2 separate regions of the Mus musculus genome follow, and region 2 is linked to region 1. Evidence: chromatin contacts called from public Hi-C data. All regions are on one chromosome and are shown on one strand. Each heading gives the region's core, a stretch centred on a gene start, on an enhancer-like site or on the middle of the called end of the contact. The rest is flanking DNA. Distances are from core to core; before and after follow the strand shown.

Evidence for each region. A called contact is a pair of places that touch in the nucleus more often than the background predicts.
Region 2: a contact with region 1 is called in a Hi-C map of bone marrow-derived macrophages, with 40 read pairs. The contact joins two enhancer-like sites. A contact is called at or near these places in 1 of 15 datasets of contacts at CTCF or cohesin (pro-B cells), 11 of 484 Hi-C or Micro-C datasets (CD4 T cells, CD8 T cells, Sertoli cells and 7 more), 2 of 115 datasets of contacts at active chromatin or transcription factors (cardiomyocytes and embryonic stem cells) and 3 of 9 other capture datasets (adipose tissue, liver and pancreatic islet).

Annotation. Positions count from the first base shown.
Region 1 is chr4:137,964,971-137,970,618 of GRCm38.p6, forward strand. Ece1 (endothelin converting enzyme 1) reads left to right here. Exons shown (of 19, transcript NM_001369179.1): 19 at 1-258. Among named protein-coding and RNA genes, the nearest start is that of Eif4g3, 26 kb to the right of the region's middle. Within about 2 kb of position 3,396, at least 7 of the 459 cell types and tissues checked have an H3K27ac peak or open chromatin away from gene starts, as enhancers often do. A contact at or near this core is called in bone marrow-derived macrophages, where this site is marked.
Region 2 is chr4:138,012,882-138,019,298 of GRCm38.p6, forward strand. All of the region lies in intron 2 of Eif4g3 (eukaryotic translation initiation factor 4 gamma, 3), which reads left to right. Among named protein-coding and RNA genes, the nearest start is that of Eif4g3, 23 kb to the left of the region's middle. Within about 2 kb of position 1,745, at least 17 of the 459 cell types and tissues checked have an H3K27ac peak or open chromatin away from gene starts, as enhancers often do. A contact at or near this core is called in bone marrow-derived macrophages, where this site is marked.

The sequences.
Region 1 (5,648 bases), core at 2,146-4,645:
AAGACGCAGACTGGTTAGGGATGGATGGGCACAAAAGCAGAACCCCAAGCCCCGCCCCTCCAGAGATTTGAGAAGGGCGGTAGCGGGAAGGGCATCTGCCCTCAGAAAGACCCCTTCTCTCAAGCCCGGAGTTTCCCTGCAGGCACAAGGACATGGGGTTTGGAGCTGGGGACTCTTATTTTTTTGTATTATTGTGTTTTGTGCTACTGTAGTTTTGGTGTGGCACTATTATAATTAAAATAAAGTACTTATACCAAGAGCAGTGTGTCTGTGTGTCTGTCCTTGGAGGATGTGTGTCCTGGATCATGGGAGGGACCCTGGACAGCACAAAGCTACCAATTCTTTCAGAAGTCTAAGACCCTGAGGAGTAACAGGTTATTGCTGCCTGTGCCACCCCCCACCCCCAGCCATTCCTTCCAGGAGGTGCTTTGTACGTACTCCTTGCTGGTGAGAACAGTGTCCTCCTCCCCCCACGCACACACATGCAAATACCCACGAGCACACATGCACCCTCACATATGCACACGCGCGCACACGCACACACACACACACACACACACTGAGAAAATCGGGTTTCCATTGTCTTAGAGCAAAGGACTTTCCAGTCCCAGATGCTTGATTAGAGTTTCCAAAAACAAAACAAAACAAAAACAAAAAACAAAGCCTGGTGTGGATTGTTATTTGTATTTCCTGCGCCCTCAAGAGGGGTGTCCCAATGAGGAGGAGATCACTCGGGTGATGTCAGGTGAAATCTTAATTGGTCAAAGAAGGCTAGAGCCTGTGTCTGGGCAATGGAAGGAAAAGGCACAGCTGAAAGTTTTAGAGAAGGGAGAGAAGGAGGAGGAGAAGGGAGAGGAGGAGGAGGAGAAGGGAGAGGAGGAGGAGGAGAAGGGAGAGGAGGAGGAGGAGAAGGGAGAGAAGAGAGGGAGGATGAAGGGAGAAGATGGAGGAAGAAGAGGGTGAAGGTGGAGCAGACCCAACGTGGTCTGGAGGAGCCACAAGTAGCTAGGGATTTCATAGATGGATAATAGAGCAGTGTAGGGTATTTTTGCCCAATCTAGGTATGCAGCTTGTATTTATATTAACTGAGTTGTGTATTCTTTGCACAGGTATTTTGGGGCTGGAGATTTATCATTATAAATCTGGCTGGTATAATCTAAGTCTCTAGTGTTTTCATTTCCTGGGCCTAAGGGGAGCTGAGTGAGCGGTAGCTGGCATTCTCAGGGTACCCACCTCCTCTGGCTATCTTCTACACAGTCTCCATTTACAGTGTTCTCCCTGGGCATCTATCTCTGCCTCATAAACTCCTACCCATCCTTCAAGGTCCCACACAGCATCACCTTCTCTAGGAAGCCCTTCCTCGCCTCCTAGTCCACAAAGATGTCTCTTTCTGACTAGGGTGTGTCTGTTTGCTAGTGCTGTGACAGACACCACAAACTCAAACTCGATGCCTAACATGACCGAAATCTGTTATCTCATTGTTCTCAAGGTTCAAAGGCCAAGATCCAAGTGTTGACAGGGTTGGCTCTTCCTCTGGCTGTCGTGGGAGGGAGGGTGTTAGTGCTCCAGGCCTCTCTCCTGGCTCCGTGACGTCACACCCATGCACACACAGGATGGACTTCTGTGTATACTCCATGCACACACACTAGCTACTGCCCACCCCTTCCCCAAGAAGGGACATCTCCTGTCAGTTTCCTGCTGTACCCCCAGGCCCTGGCCTGCAGACGACGGTACTCCTAACAGACCCTCTTCCTAGCAACCAAGAGTACTGACAGTTCTCATCGCCCTGAGTCCCCACTGCTCTTCTCTTCCCTCCTTTTCATAAACAGTCCATCTGTGCCAAGTCAGTAATGCCCCTCTCCCGATGCAAAACCTGAGCCTCCTGCCTGGCTGTTCAGGGTTTTCCCTTGCAGCTGAGGACTGTGGAGAGAACAGAGCTGCGTCAAGAACAACTGGAAAAATGTAAGTGATCTGAAATCCTTAACTGTGTGAGCCAAAGAGCTAGGCAGAGGCATTCCGTGGGAAGGAGAAGGTCTTTTGTTTGTTTGTTTTTAAAGATTTATTTATTATATGTAAGTACACTGTAGCTGTCTTCAGACACCAGAAGAGGGCATCGGACCCCATTGCAGATGGTTGTGAGCCACCATGTGGTTGCTGGGAATTGAACTCAGGACCTCTGGAAGAACAGTCAGTGCTCTTAACCACGGAGCCATCTCTCCAGCCCGGGAAGGAGAAGTTAAGGAAGTCTTTAAATGCCTCACAGACCTCACTTCAGAAATGGCCCAAGGACAAATAACTTCAGAAGACAACTGTGCTTCAGTGAAGATGAGAATCCGTGCAGAGACATGTTCTACCCATGCACAGAAAGGTCCGTGCTATAAATGCTTGTAATTCCACTGTACTCACAACCCAGATCCCAACATCACTGTCTGTGGATGGGTGTGGTGCAGGGCATCTCCTCCCTGTCGTGCATTACAGCCACCAAGATACATTGTTACAGCCACAATGGTTACACTGTTACAGCCACCATGGTTACATTGTTACAGCCACCATGGTTACATTGTTATCTTAAGCAGAATGCATTAAGCTGATTGCTGTTAATGAGAAGATGCACAGCAGTACCCAAGACTATTTTCATTTTTGTTTTGTTTTGTTCTGTGTCTTTAAGACGGAATTTCATGTAGCCCAGGCTGGTCTTGAACTTTCGGTGTAGCCGAGGATAACCCTAAACTTCTGATCCTCCTGCCTCCACCTCCCAAGAGTGGAGATTACAGGTGTGCACCACCACATCGAGTTTATGGTGTGCAGGGGATGGAACCTAGGACCCTCATGCTGAAATGTGTGTCCCCTGTCCCTCCCAGGTGAGCATGTCATGTGATGCCTAAGACAGGTAACTATGTCACACCTGAGACAGTGGTACCAAGTAAGGAAGTGCAGTTTGATCATGTGATGAATGTGTATCTGGGAGAGAAGCTACACATGGTACACACATGCACGCAGGCACTCACATGGAGTCATAAATTAAAACAAAATAAATCTTAAAAACAAACAAAATAAAGACCAAACATGGTGGTATAGGCCTTTAAGGAGGTGTTAGGCGTTTTGTTTAGAGGCAAGGTCTCATATAGCCATGGCTGCCTGGAACTTTATTATATAGACCAGGCTGACCTCAAGCCCCAGAGATCCATCTGCCTCTGTCCCGGAGCCAGAGACTAATAGGGCACAACCCATAGCTGACCTAGTACGGAAGCATGACACACCTGGGGTATCAAGGAGCCCATGCCTAGGCTCCCATCATTTCCATGTATTTGCCCAGAACCTGGGTACATCCCTGGTTCTACAAAGGGCGTGGGCTGGCTCAAGCAGTTTCACATGGCAGTGTTACGTTACGACCACTAGGTGGCACCAGAACACAAGGGACTCAGCCCTGGATCCACATCCTGTCGCTTGATCTCCTGAGGCCAAAGAGCCCAGAGTTCTTCAGGTGAGAGAGCTGCTGGGGCTGACAAGACCCACCCCCTAGTCCTTAGACATTAGAAGGCAAACAGACCGTTAAGAAATCCTGAACTGGCCGGGTGTGGTGGCGCTCGCCTTTAATCCCAGCACTTGGGAGGCAGAGGCAGGTGGATTTCTGAGTTTGAGGCCAGCCTGCTCTACAAAGTGAGTTCCAGGATAGCCAGAGCTACACAGAGAAACCCTGTCTCAAATAGATAGATAGATAGATAGATAGATAGATAGATAGATAGATAGATAGATAGATAGATAGATAGATAGATAGATAGATAGATAGATAGATTAAAACAAAAAGCAAAAAAAAAAAAAAAACGGTTAAGAGCACTGACAGCTTTTCCAAAGGTCCTGAGTTCAAACCCCAGCAACCACATGGTGGCTCACAACCATCTGCCATGAGATCTGATGCCCTCTTCTGGTGTGTCTGAAGACAGCTACAGTGTACTTACATATAATAAATAAATAAATCTTTTTAAAAAAATAAGAGCACATGTTCTTCCTCCTCAGGCTCCTGGGCTCTCTCTATGTAGTCCAGGCTGCCCTGGAACTCACTATATAGCCCAGACTGCCCTCAATTTTGTGGTGACCTTTCTGTTTCTACCTTTCCAGTGCTCAGATGGCAGGCAACACCATAATGGCTTTTTACTTATTTTTTTTTTATTTTGTTTCGTTTTTTGAGTCAGGGTCTCATATATCCCAAGCTAGCCTTGAACTTAATATGTAACCAAGAATGGTCTTGAATTTCTGATTCTCCTGACTCCACCTACTGAGTAGTAGACATATATATGTGTGTGTATATATATATGTATATATAGATATACATATATTGTACATATAAATATATGTATAACATAATAAACAATATATTAAATGTTTAAATATTTATATTCATTTAAAATGAATTCATTTAAAATGTTTATGTATTATACCACCTTGATTTTATCTATTTTCTTGGTTGTCTGTTTCTTAGGGTTACTATTGCTGTGATGTAACACTTTGACCAAAGCGACTGGGGAGGCAAGGGCTTTTTTGGTTTATGCTTTCACATCACTGCTCATCAATGAAGGAAGTCAGGACTGGCACTGAAGCAGGGAGGAGCCTGGAGGCAGGAGCTGATGCAGAGGCCGTGGAAGGATGCTGCTCACTGGCTTGCTCTGCATGGCTTGTGCAGCCTGTTTTCTTTTCTTTTTTTGGGGGGGGGTGTTTTTTGTTTGTTTGCTTGTTTTTTTCAAGACAGGGTTTCTCTGTGTAGCCCTGGTTGATCTGGAACTCACTTTGTAGACTAGGCTGGCCTGGAACTCAGAGATCCACCTGCCTCTGCCTCCCGAGGGCTGGGATTAAAGGCAGGTGCCAGACACCACTTATAGCCCCCATTTTAAAAATAGAACCTCTTGCCAGGCAGTGGTGGTGCCCACCTTTAGTCCCAGCCCTTGGGAGGCAGAGTCAGGTGGATTTCTGAGTTTGGGTCCAGCCTGGTCTACAGAGTGAGTTCCAGGACAGACAGGGCTATACAGAAAATCACACACACACACACACACACACACAGCTCATTATGTGTCCCTTGATTTCCCTATTTAGCATAAGCAGGCCTTGAACTCACAATCCTCCTGCCTCAGGTCCCTACCCAATTAGTGCTGGGATTACAGATGTTTCCACACCTAGCAATTTCCTCCTCCTCACAAGCTTCAGCTCTTTCATCAGAAAACAAAAAACAAAAACAAAAACAAAAACAAAACCCCACCACCAGCAAAAAGCAGGTTAGATGTGACTAGACACCAGCAGGAACTCTTTCTAGCCCGGACTGGCAGGATGCCTCTCTCTCTCTCTCTCTCTCTCTCTCTCTCTCTCTCTCTCTGTTTCTGTCTCTCTTTGAGACAAGGTTTCTCTGTGCAGCCCTGATTGTCCTGGAATTCGATCTGTAGACCAGGCTGGCCTCGAACTCAGAAATCCGCCTGCCTCTGCCTCCCTAGTGCCAGGATTAAAGGCTTGCCCCACGACGACACAGGGCTTTCTTTTTCTTCTTTATCCATCATTTATTCATTCTTTCAACAGTGATGTATCGCTTTATTCCAGGTGCAGGAAACAAGCCAGACATACAGCAAAGCAGGTGTCAGTCCCAGGGAGGCGAGCCTGTTTAT
Region 2 (6,417 bases), core at 495-2,994, 46 kb after region 1:
GTAGGAAATGTTGGACTTGAAGTTCCTTTAGTAAGTGGACATAACGGAAGGTGTTTGCAAATGAGGTGGGACGGCTGTGTGAGGTGGAAGGGTGGGAAGACAGTCTGTGGTGGCAGACGGTGGTGGGGCCGGGAAGGGCGAAGGTTCTCCGGACTCTGCTGTGGCTTGGGAACCGAAGATGAGGAAGCTGTGGGAGAACTATGAGGCCTGCATCCCTCTTTCTCCTTCTTCCCTTCATGTGAGCGTGTGCGGGGATGCTCCCTTGTGTGGCTGCTTGTGGGGCTCAGAGGATAGCATCAGCTCTCCTCCTCAGTCCCTCTCCTCAGTTTTGAGATAAGCCCTCTTACTGAGACTGGAGCTCACCATTTTGGCCAGACTAGCTGGCTGGCAACCCTGGGGTCCACCTCTTCCCCTGCCCCCCCCCCCCCCCAGCTGTGGTTACAGCCCACACCACCACACCTAGCCTTTCTGTGAATTTGGGATCTAAACTCAGGACCTCATGCTGGCACAGTAGACTTTACCCACTGCTCTCTCCATCACCCCAGAAGTACATGTTAAAATGTATTAATTATTGGTTGTGTGAGAGGGTTAAGCGCTGTTTCCTGGCAGCTGGATCCTGCACACCAGATGTGCACTCTCACCCCAAGCTGTACCTCTGTCCTTCAGCCTTAGTTGACAAGCTGTTTTATTTTACATTTGAGACACAGTCTCACTGAGTGTCTTAGAAACCCCTCTGTAGACCAGGCTGACCTCAGGGCTTGGTTGGCTTGCCCCTGCTTACCTAGCACTGCGGGGATGTGTGCCGGCAGGTGAGGCTGAAACGACTGGTTTTCTGCAGGAAGAGCGGAGTTGCTCATGCTCAGGTGTGCTTGGGCTTCATGGTTGATGGCAAATTTCTATTTAAATATGGTCTAGGGGACTGGTCCTGAACTCTTGAGTGAACTCTCAGGTGATCATCCTGTCCCACCCTCTCTATGAACCAGATGATAGGTGCAAATGTGTAAATAGCCGGTGTGTATGAGATCAGCGGGAACTTGTCAGTCATTTTGTTCAAAGTGAAGAGTGGGTTTGGAGAGGGAATCTTAGAGTGCAAGGATTCTTTTTTTTTTTTTTTTTTTTTTTTTTTTTTTTTTTTAAAATAACGACAAGGAATTTTTTTTTAAAGATTTATTTATTTATTATATGTAAATACACTGTAGCTGTCTTCAGACACTCCTGACAGATGGTTGTGAGCCACCATGTGGTTGCTGGGATTTGAACTCTGGACCTTCGGAAGAGCAGTCGGGTGCTCTTACCCACTGAGCCATCTCACCAGCCCGAGTGCAAGGATTCTTAAAGATGACCGTTTGGCTCTGAGAAGTGAAACTGAACTGCAGGCATTCACAGCAGACCAAGAAGGTTTCGTCGAGCGGTTTAGGGTACTCCATGACAGAAAGTGGCTGTCGGGAAAAGAGGAGCGATTCCCATCTCGCCCGCCTGGTTTCAGTTCCTCTTTGTAAGTAGCTTATTACCTTGGCATCCATTGTGAGTCACTGGAGCACTCCTGTGTCTGAGAATGTGGCTCTCTGTAGAGCCCAGGCTGTTGCAGCTAGAGGCAGGCTTCTTGTTTTAAGGTTGGGTTTTGTGTGTCCAGTTTTCTGCTTTGTAGTCCACAGAGCTTCAGAACGAACCCGCCCTTTGAGCTGCTCCCGAGATTCGTTGGGTGACCATCTGAGTTGTGTTTGGAGAGATGAGATTGCTAAGGCTTTGAGAGGCTACCTGCTAAGCTTTGGTGCTTCTTGGCCCTTAAATGGGGCTTGCTGACCATAGGTGGTCTCCAGCCCGTGACGCCGACAGCGTGTTCAGCAGTGTAACAATGGCGGTTGTCTTTTGCTGGCTTCTCTGGTGTCCTAAGTGTAATGAAATCGCTTCTCCTCAGTGGCCTCACCTGCTCACTCACCTGCCAGCCCGACCACGCATGGCAACTGGCATTAGTTCATGTCGGGATTGAGAAGAAAGAGAGCCAGAGTCTTCGGGGTGGAATAGATGATGGAAATCCTCCATTCAGTTTCCTCACGCAGATCTCAGCTGAGTTAGAATAGGGCTCCCGGCCTCGAGAGCGCTTTACGAGTCTCTGAAGGAGCCTCTGAAGCAGGACTCCAGCTAGGAAGCTTGGGGAGGAGGGTGTTTTAGATTCTCTTGGAACAGTGCAGAAGCTGCGTGGAGCAGGAGCAGCACACTGGTAATCAATGCCTCCTGACTACCTCAGGACTGTGGGGTGAAGAGGGACCACGGTATGAGAAAAACGTAAGTAGGACTAAGCAGTTAACGAGGAAGGAGTGGGAAACAGGAGGACATTAGGAAGCAGCGATACTGTGTGTAAGCTTACCTGCGACTCTGGAGATTGTCTGCTGTCTATCTGTAGTTCAAGACAGGCTTTCTCTGTGTAGCCTGAACTCAGTCTGTAGACCAGGCTGCCCTTGAACTCAGAGATCCTCCTGCCTCTGCCTCTGAGTGTTGGGACTAATGGCGTGTGCCACCACTGCTTGGCTTTTTATTTTTACTTCCGTTAGTGCTGTTTGTCAGTGTACCACACAGATGCAATGCATGTGGAGGGCAGCATGGACACGGGGCGCCCCCGTGCTGGAGGAATAGACATTGCTTCTACTCATCTAACGGCCTCTCCAGCCCCAGGTGCTCAGAGGGTTTTGAGGCAGGAGTTCACTCTTTAGCCGAGACTGGCCTCGAACTGGGATCCTTATTCTCCCTGTTGCTGGGCTTGACAGGTGAGCACCACGGTGCCCGGTTTCACCTGATACCTAAGGATGCTTATTTAGATTTGTTAGCACTTAATGGCTTAGATTCTCTTAGATTATTTTTGGGTTATAGCCTAGGCTAGCCCATTTCCCCGCTTCCCCGGCTGGGAACTGCACTTGCTGCTTTGCCGCTTGCTTGGGTTCAGTCACAGGCCTGCGTGTGGTGGGAAGCTCAGTTGCGTATTTTAATTCCTTCATCATTCAGACTGGAGAGGTCCAGAAGGAGGTCAGGTGGTGGTGGGCTTTTCTTGTTTTTTGTTTGCTTTTTGAGATAGGTTCTCACTATGTAACCTTGGCTAGCATTGAGCTTGAACCGTGAGTGTGCATGTGGGAAGTGCTGGGGATCAACCCTGTGACAGGCAGAGACGAAAGCAAATAGCCAGTCTCTCTTCCCCAGCAGGGCAGGTGAGGGACAGATGACTGGGGTTTCATTGTTTGTTCTGTAGATGATATAACAGAGACTGAACATTATGTTAAAGAATGCTTCGTGCTTACTCATCGTGGTGTGCTGCTGATAGGTTGCAGGGAGGGCCTGATAATAACTGGACAAGGGCTCTGTCACCAACAGCTCTCTAGCTCCTGATGTCCTTAATGCTCTAAGATAGGTTTAGCACTTGATTTCAGATTGACTGATTGAAAATCCTCCCCTGCTTGTTTTGTTTTTTGTGATAGGCTTTCTCTGTGTAGCCCTGACTGTCTTTGGAACTCACTCTTTAGACCAGGCTGTCCTTGAACTCAAGACATCCACCTGCCTCTGCCTCCTGAGTGCTGGGATCAAAGGCATGTGCCACCATGGCCCAGTCAAAGACTGCTTTTATAATCAGAAAAATTAACATACTTTATTTTGAAAAATGAAATAAAGCTCAAGTCTGGCTGAATCAGAGTCTGCTTGTCAGGCAGGTTAAGTTATGTGGTTGACATAGGAGCATAGAGAAGACTTACAATACCATCCCTGGAGGTTCAGTGCAGGCACGGAATGGAGCATCCGCTTTCTCTGGTAGAACTTGTTTTTCAGTTGGTTTTTAAGTGCTCGGTACATCGCTCAGTTAGAGCGCTTGCTTAGTGTGGACAAGGCCAGGATCTGATCCCAGCAGTGAACCTCTTTCCCCAGAACAGCAGCAGGAAACCTACTTGTTTTAATCCAGTTAACTAGAAACCCAGCTCGTTGAGCATCCTCCCTAAGCAGTAGGACTTGTCTGTGTTTACCGTGGTAGCCATACTAGTGCTGATACATTGCCAGCTAGCGAACATGTGATGTAAAGGAAGCCTGTATTTTTACGGTTGGGGCAAGTAAGTGCAGTGTTTGGGGCAGACGGTCTGTTTGAGTTTCCTTTTCAAAGTCCTGTGCTCTTCTGTCCTTGCTGTCCTGCCTTCCAGCTGGGGCTGCAGCAGAGCTGAACCAGAAAATGTCTGCTACTGCAGCAAGGGCTGCTACGGGACCTGGCTGCTGCTGTGCTTCGTGGGACTAAGCAGCAGGAGATGCCTGGAGACAGTGCCCTGGGTCCTTGCTGTCTTCGGGATGGGGATTGCTCGAGGGAGAGTGTATAGCAGATGCTGCAGTCAGGAGGAGATGCCAGAGTATTGGGATTTATAGCCTCAGCAAGGGACCCACCCCTTCTCTGCCGCAGCACGAAACCTCAGCAGCTGCTGTCGTTCACCCAGCAGTGTTGGCTGCAGAAGGCAGCAAGTGTACCTGCCTGGCGGTGGATGGCAGCCGTGCTGAGGGCGATGCAGATTGCAGATTAGGTGGTGAATTGGTTGAAGTGAGTGACAGGTGGGGCAGAATTCAAGAGGGCTCTTGTGCAGCTGGAGTGAGGAATTTTGCAGCCCAGGAGGAAGCCTCAGGTGAGAGGTGGATGTGGTTGGAGTTGGGAATTGAAGTCTCTGTGTGCATACCCCTGGGTCACTCCCCAGACTGGATACACTGTCAGGTAGATGGGCGTGGTTTTGCCTGAGTTCTTGTCCTTTCCGTCTGTGACTAGTCACAGGGATGATGTAGGACAACAGGGATCAGCTGCTTAGCAATCAGGAAGAAAAAGTATGTCTCCGTGGGCAGTGAGACACTGTCCTCTTAAACAAAAGTTAGGAAGGGCTCTCTCTCTCTCTCTCTCTGTCTCTCTCTCTCTCTTGTTTGGTGTTTGCATGTGTGTGCCTGTGTTTGCATGTATGCAGATGTCTTTGCCCATGTGTGTAGGTTAAGATGTCTTTCTTTATGGGTGTCAGCAGTTTTGCTGTGTAGAATGATGAGCAGCATTCTAGAGATTTCCTTAGTAAAGATTTCTGTGCACAAAACGATAGAGCAGTCCACACACGGCCTGCGCTGGTCTCGCTTCCCAGGGACATCCCAGAGTAGGTTTTATCTGCAGAGCATGTTTTTATTATTTACCGGAAATAATTTGTGTGTGTGTGCTGTTGAAGGTTCTCTTGCATACTAGAGAGGTGCTCTGTGGCCCAGCTGCTCCCAGCTGCTGCTGTGCTGTGAATGTAGTAGTTGGACACGCTACACTGACGGCTCTCACAGTTCTCAGGATTGGGTGTAAGGAAGGCCTGAGTGAGCAGCAGAAGCCACGAGTGCCGGAGCCAGCCCAGGCCTTCTGTTTCCTTAGTTACCCATGGCAGTCAGTTCTGTGACCGTGACCAAAGTGCACTCATGTGAAAAATGTCAGGGTGAAACCCAGTAGTTTGTACACTTGATAAATGCTAATTTAAAAAAAAAAAAAAAGGAGCCAGTGCTGGTGGCCTTTAATCCCAGCACTGAGGAGGCAGAGGCAGAGGGGCAGAGGCAGGAGAATCTCTTGAGTTTGAGACCATTTAGCTCTATCTTGTGAGACCCTGCCTCAGAAAATTAAAACTAAAACAGAAGATTTAGTCTTCTATCTTCTTGTTTATTAGCTATTGTTTTTGTTTAAAGTATAGTGTTTGCTGTGTGTCTTTAGTCACTATTTTATTGTCATGAAGAGTCACCATGACCAAGGTAACTCTCATAAAAGAAAGTATTTAGTCAGAGGCCTTGTTTACAGTTTTGGGGTTTAGTCGATGATGGTTGTGATGGGAGAGCTGGCAGCATACAGAGTCACAGCAGAGGTAGTCGCCCCCCAGCCTGATTGCAGGCATTGGGAAGAGGGTGGGTGGGTGGGTAGGCACTCAGGGCCTGAAATGGGCTTTTAAAACCTCAAAACCCAAATCCAATGACACGCCTCCTCCGACAAAGGCCACGCCTCCTAATTCTACTCAAACATTCCACTAGCTAGGAAGGGACCAGACATTCAAATACATGAGGGTCTGGGGGCCATTCTTATTCAGACCTCCATACTGTTATGATCTATCTGTCTCTATCTCCCATTGCTTGGATTTTAAGCCTGAACTGCTATACCTGTGAGTTCTTTTTTGTTTGTTTGCTTTTGTTTTGTATTTTTGTGTGTTTGTTTTGTTTTTGTATTTTTGAGACAGGTCTCTCTACATATTTTTGACTGTCCTAGAACTCACTAGACCAGGCTGGCTTTGAACTCACATATATCTGCTCACCTCTGCTTTCTGAGTGCAGGGATTAAAGGCATGCACCACCAAACCTGGCTTTGTGTGTATGTGTATCTGTGTGTGTGTGTGTTTATGTGTGTGTTTA